2 separate regions of the Danio rerio genome follow, and region 1 is linked to region 2. Evidence: chromatin contacts called from public HiChIP or PLAC-seq data. All regions are on one chromosome and are shown on one strand. Each heading gives the region's core, a stretch centred on a gene start, on an enhancer-like site or on the middle of the called end of the contact. The rest is flanking DNA. Distances are from core to core; before and after follow the strand shown. Region 1 holds the start of ttc29 (tetratricopeptide repeat domain 29). Region 2 holds the start of vegfaa (vascular endothelial growth factor Aa).

Region 1 (3,162 bases), core at 405-2,904, 180 kb before region 2:
ACAACATATTGGAGAAGTCTAAATTTATAGAGCCACGGCGGTTCATTCTGTGTGTCAACGCCAGATTAATAAAGGGACTAAGCCAAAAAGAAAACAAATGAATGGTCTCATGGCTTCTTCAAAATTTGTAATTATAACGGGAGTCATGAGTATAAAGAAAAGTTAGTCAATTTGATCAGAACACAAGGGTTAAAAAAAAAAGGGTAGAACAATTACCAGCTCTCTCTGCCGCCTCAGCCCGAGTGAGGTGAAGCTGTAGAGTCTGCAGTTTGTGCGGATCGTCGTCCGCTTCATCCCAGCGCTGCAGAAGTGCGAACAGCTCCTTAAATGAGTGTGGAAAGCCGTCTCGAAGCATCTCTACGCAAATATTCTGACGCAAAGGCTTCCCTATTCTGCAGAGACAGACAGGGAAAAGGCATTATAGCTATCTATTTATCTTTTATAAATTGAAAAACATTAACTTCTAATGTAAACGAGGAGTCACAACTATTGGTAAAATGGGTACGGAATATTAAGACGGTATTTATTGTAGAATTAATAGTACAATATACACATCGCAGACATCTGTGATTAAATTACATTTATATGCCAAGCACGATGGCTCAGTGGTTAGCACTGTCACCTCAAAGCAAGAAGATCGCTGGTTCGAGCCCTGGTTGGGTCAGTTGGCATTTCTGTGTGGAGTTTGCATGTTCTCCCCGTGTTGGCGTGGGTTTCCTCCGGGTGCTCCGATTTCCCCCACAGTCCAAACACATGCGCTATAGGGCAATTGTGTAGGGTAAATTCTCTGTAGTCTGTGTGAATGAGTGTGTATGGGGGTTTCCCAGTGATAGGCTGCAGCTGGAAGGGCATCTACTGCGTTAAACATATACTGGATAAGTTGGCGGTTCATTCCGCTGTGCCGATCAATGATTAATAAAGGAACTAAGCTGAAAAGAAAATGAATGAATGAGTAATCAGTAAAGTCATATGTTTGATGTTTAAGTATCATATGTTTGGTGTTAGTTTTTTTATTATTATGGTTTAAATTTGTCTTTTAAAATGGTTTTAGCGTCATTGTCTTTTGTTATGTTTTGTATGAAATTTGGTTATAGCTTTCAAATGTTTTAATACAATGTAAATTTGTCTTCTAGTCTTGACTGTTGAGCTTAATTATTATTATTTTTATCATTATTTTAATTCGTTGGACCCCAGGAAGAATAGCTACTACACTGATAGAGGCTAATGACGATCAAAATAAACAATAGATAATCAACTGTATCTGTCTTACTGTGCTATTTCGGTCTCAGTCATTTTGTTTGGTTCCTCTCCAACAGGACTGCCGGAATTCTTCTTATTACACCGAGGGAAAGACCTAAACATACAAAAAAAAAAAAAAAAAACAAAAAAAAAAAAAACATTCACGCATTTTGTTTGAAGGCAAAACGTTCAGTATGAGAGAAAAATACGAGTTTACTTGGATGTCGGTGTTGTCCTGTTGGTTTTCTGAGGACTGTGGATCATAGAAAACCGAGTTTTCGAAGACATGCTGCTGAGTAAGTTTAAATAACAAAAAAGAAGTTATAATTTAGCTAAAAACGACAGATATAACAAGACACGTTACTTTGTATGAAGATGCGATTTAACGTTACCTGGTTGTCAGATTTGTCAGCGTTAACAAAATGTTGCCATAGCGACCAAGCTGACAACTAACTACTGTGAGATGAATTCGTGCAAAACTTATATAGAAATTTGCCACTCAATTTAAATGACTGAAAGTAATGGGATGGTATGTAGTGACGAGTAATAAATAACCTGTTATATAAGCTTTGTTGATACTTCAAGTCCACAAAAGCTGAAGAGCTTCCCTGGTGACCATACGAGGTCGCTGTAGTGTTATTTATGATTTTTTTTTTTTTTAGTTTTATTTATAGAGCACATATACAATTTACACAGGCCAACCAAAAATACAAATGTTACTAATAACATAAATAACTAAAATATAAATTACTTTAATATTAATAATACTTTAATATTAAAGTAATTACTATTACTTTATAAATTATTGATAAACTGGATCGAGTATATATATATTATTATATTATATTATATATGTGTGTGTGTGTGTGTGTGTGTGTGTGTGTGTGTGTGTGTGTGTGTGTGTGTGTGTGTGTGTGTGTGTGTGTGTGTGTGTGTGTGTGTGTGTGTGATTAGGGTTGGAGCTAAAATCTGCAGGACACCGGCCCTCCAGGAACAGGTTTCATGACCCCTGGTATAGACGGTGAGCATGGACACAGAACTAGTCATACTTTGGTCACTTTTGAGCGAGATGATAACTGTCTAATTTAATAAAATAATTGTTGCTAAGCTAAAAAAAATGAAAGAAAAAGGAATAAGAAACAAGACAATCAAGAAAAGAAAGGGAACAAGTTTCTTTCTGTGTTTCTTTCCAGAGAGAGAGAGAGAGAGAAATAAATAAACAAAAATAATAAAATAAGAAAGAAAGAAAGAAACACACACACACACACACACACACACACACACACACACACACACACACACACACACAGAGATGGGTTCACATAAAGTAACAGATACCTGTCTAAGAAATGATACATTGATTTATCAGGAACTTGATTCACATTAGAGGATCAAACACTCTGATGGCAACTTATTGATTTAGTGGCCAATCCATATGAATTTGTACGATCTCATTCATATAATTTTGTACGACTGAATTGTACGAATTAGCCATTAAACTGACAAATGTAAATAGTTACGTTTCCTTGTGAGATCAGGCTGGGGGTTCGGCACATGTGCGAGTAAAAGAGTTGCGTACCTGCAAAAGAAATGTTCAATCTAAAATGTGTGAGTTAGTGAGTTGTGGTGGTGTGCATGGGGATGTTTTCTGTCTAAAGGTTGAATATATTCTGGATAACCATTCATTACACGACAGGAGGGTAAATTAAAGAATGGTAAAAAGACTATTTATTAAATATTACAGTTATTCTTAATTGCTTAGGCTCAATTCTTGATCTAAATTTTTATTTTTCAAAACAATGAGTGCAGATCTCTGAACAGTTAGCTTATTGTTCACTTCAGAGTGGCATTTCTAAATGATTTAAGCATATTGCAAATGCTTTGGCGCATGTGTGCAAATAGTAAGTACAATTGTATGTAGTT
Region 2 (2,739 bases), core at 107-2,606:
ATGCAGACTGTCTGAGACATCCTGAGGATTTCATCCAATCCAAAAGATTTTGTAAATGTACATCTATTTTGTGCTGTATATGAAGATGAATAGCCCACATGCAATGGGAATTATGCGTAGGTTATTTCATATCTTCATAAAATAAGTCCTGACTTTTATTGAATACAAGAATAATAACATCACTGCATTGAAGAAAAAATACAATAACAAACAAATTAAGAAAGAAAAAAAACTTTACAAAGCCTCAATCATTAAGAATAAAGATTATCATAAGCTTTAAGAAACGTATTATTCTTATTATCAATAAGCTCAAGAGATTCAATATTGTACGAAATTTTAAAAAGGAAAGTATTAAATAAGTATTGTTTTTAGGAACTTATTTTTGTGTATAAAAAAATTACAATGTAACAAAAAATTAACAATAAGATCAAGAGCATGATCTTTACCCGAGAAAAACAGAAATATATCTGTTATAGACAAATTTAAATCATGTTTAAATAAGGACGATAATTAAAAAATAATATTATTCCAAAGCTGTTTAACGTGAGTGCAACTTTAGAATGAGTGAAATAAAGTCTCTTCATGCACATTGTAAAATAAGTCCTGACGAGGAGAGTCAAACCCTTCACAGAGCATCATCATCTACGTCACCTCCCACTGGCCAATCAGGCTCAGGCCGCCTTGTGTAGATTCAAGACCTGCAGCGCTGAGCGGCAGAAGCGCTGATAGACTGAGCGAGCGCAAAAGTGATAAGACCTTCCCGTACGCGTGTTAACATCCACGGCAGTACGAACCAGCGCGAGCCAAAACAGTCACGGAAATAAGACGAGGAAAAAACGGACGCGTGTGCAGCGGTCAAACCAAGGATTGCCACTGGATCACTTTACAGCAAGCCTTTGCTCTTGATGATAATCATATGCGCAGAAGCCGTCCTCTGGCCCTATAGACGCGCGTGCACACTGGAGGCTGCGCTTGGAAGTGGACGAAACTTTTTGTTTGTTTTGCCTCTGACGTTTTGGATTCAGATTCATTAAACGTCGGCTTTCCGTTATACTGTGGATTTTAATTTTAAATTACGCAGAGGACCAAGATAGTGTGGATTTCCACTTTTCTTTATATTATAATTATTATTGTTATTCTTATTTATATCCTTTTTTTTTCTCTGGAGGAGCGGGTGGCGGTCCAGAAGTTAATTTTAGCGGATTCGACGCAGGTGCTTCGGATCTGAAGGGCAGAATGGATGTGTTACTTTGACCCACGATATCACACTCGGTTCATTCATACCCAGCAGCTTCGCTTTCTTAATTGTTTTGAGAGCCAGAGACTCACCGCAACACTCCACTGGAATTACAATCATGAACTTGGTTGTTTATTTGATACAGTTATTTCTCGCGGCTCTCCTCCATCTGTCTGCTGTAAAGGTAAGGGTTCAGGGGGTCAGTATGAAATGAGAGAAATTCATGTGCATTGGGGTTGTTTATTATTAATGTGTAACGTGAGATCGTCTTAAAGACGAAATGCAATAGCCCACACCATTTATATGCTACAATAAGTTACATAAAGTTTACATTTACTTACTTTGTTTCAAAACGATTAGCCTAATGTTACTTATAATAGAAAGCAAGCTTGTATCTTTTTATTGTCATCTATGGATGACCTTTAAAGCCTTCCTATTGCACAACATGTTACTCATAATGTGGATATTAACCATAAGTTTTCACTTAAATCAGAGATGGTCCTTCTGTTGCGCTGTCTGCTTTGACAGGAATATTTATAGGCTAACAATAGTATGGGACTGCTGCTATCCTAAGGTTTAATCTCACTTAAGCGAAGGATTTGGTGAGATATCACTATATGTGAGATGTTACGTGCAGTAACGCGTCATCCGGGTGCTGAATCAACCAGGAGGTTATTTCTTACTAGTAATGCCATCAATAGAGATACAAAACGACTTTCGGCGTTTCACTTGTGCTCGCGATGCTTTAAGACTTAAGATGCTGTCACACAATGCTCTCTTGACGAGAATAACAACAAGATATTACCTGAAATCCTGCTTTTCTTTGTCTCCCGCCTAATTAATTCATTTACTTGAATAGTGGCACGAGAGTGCATGTCTGCTGTCAAGAAACACATTCGCCTGAGGTAAATTTTTACCTCGGCGGGCAGTCGTGGTTGTCTCAATGTTAAATGCAGAAAATAAGAGAACAAGAAACGTCTGCTTATATATGTAGCAGATGGTCAGAGAGGCAAACCGGGGAGATTCTCACGCAACACCGAGAGTTGTTGCGCCAGTCCACCACCTGCAGTAACGCGAGCAACCAGCAACCGGTCACACACACACACACCATGGCGAGACTAATCTGTAGGCGGGAAAGAAGAATAGTCTGAAGGATTGCTGGAAGATGATTGGCTCTCTGGAGCCTCTTTGAATGACAAATAAGGTCCCTTATGAAGATTATAGAAGGTTTCTCTGTTGTAAAATAAACTATTTATTTGCATTAATGATTTTAAAAGCCCTTTTAAGGTTTTCTTTAAATGTACCACCATGACATAAAATGATGTGAAATAAGTATAATGACTGCTGTATGTGTGTTTGAGTTAAATATGCATTAAAATACTAATATAGGACCACCCAGGACAACAAAACCATACGTGTCAATTTTTGGAAACTGAGATTTATGCATTATCTTAAAGCTGAATGAGTTTTCATTGATGTACACTTTGTTAGGACAATATTTG

The links. HiChIP or PLAC-seq counts read pairs in DNA pulled down with a chosen protein or histone mark.
Region 1: a contact with region 2 is called in an H3K4me3 HiChIP or PLAC-seq map of embryo, with 4 times the contacts expected there. The contact joins the promoter of ttc29 here to the promoter of vegfaa in region 2. A contact is called at or near these places in 1 of 18 Hi-C or Micro-C datasets (embryo) and 1 of 4 datasets of contacts at active chromatin or transcription factors (embryo).

What each region holds. Positions count from the first base shown.
Region 1 is chr16:4,717,072-4,720,233 of GRCz12tu, reverse strand. It overlaps ttc29 (tetratricopeptide repeat domain 29), which reads right to left and starts at 1,654. Exons shown (of 10, transcript NM_001328155.1): 1 at 1,632-1,654; 2 at 1,457-1,531; 3 at 1,271-1,354; 4 at 217-392. The coding sequence starts at 1,527.
Region 2 is chr16:4,535,091-4,537,829 of GRCz12tu, reverse strand. It overlaps vegfaa (vascular endothelial growth factor Aa), which reads left to right and starts at 1,356. Exons shown (of 7, transcript NM_131408.3): 1 at 1,356-1,421. The coding sequence starts at 1,356. It overlaps LOC141378142 (a long non-coding RNA gene), which reads right to left and starts at 2,307. Exons shown (of 4, transcript XR_012391910.1): 1 at 2,043-2,307.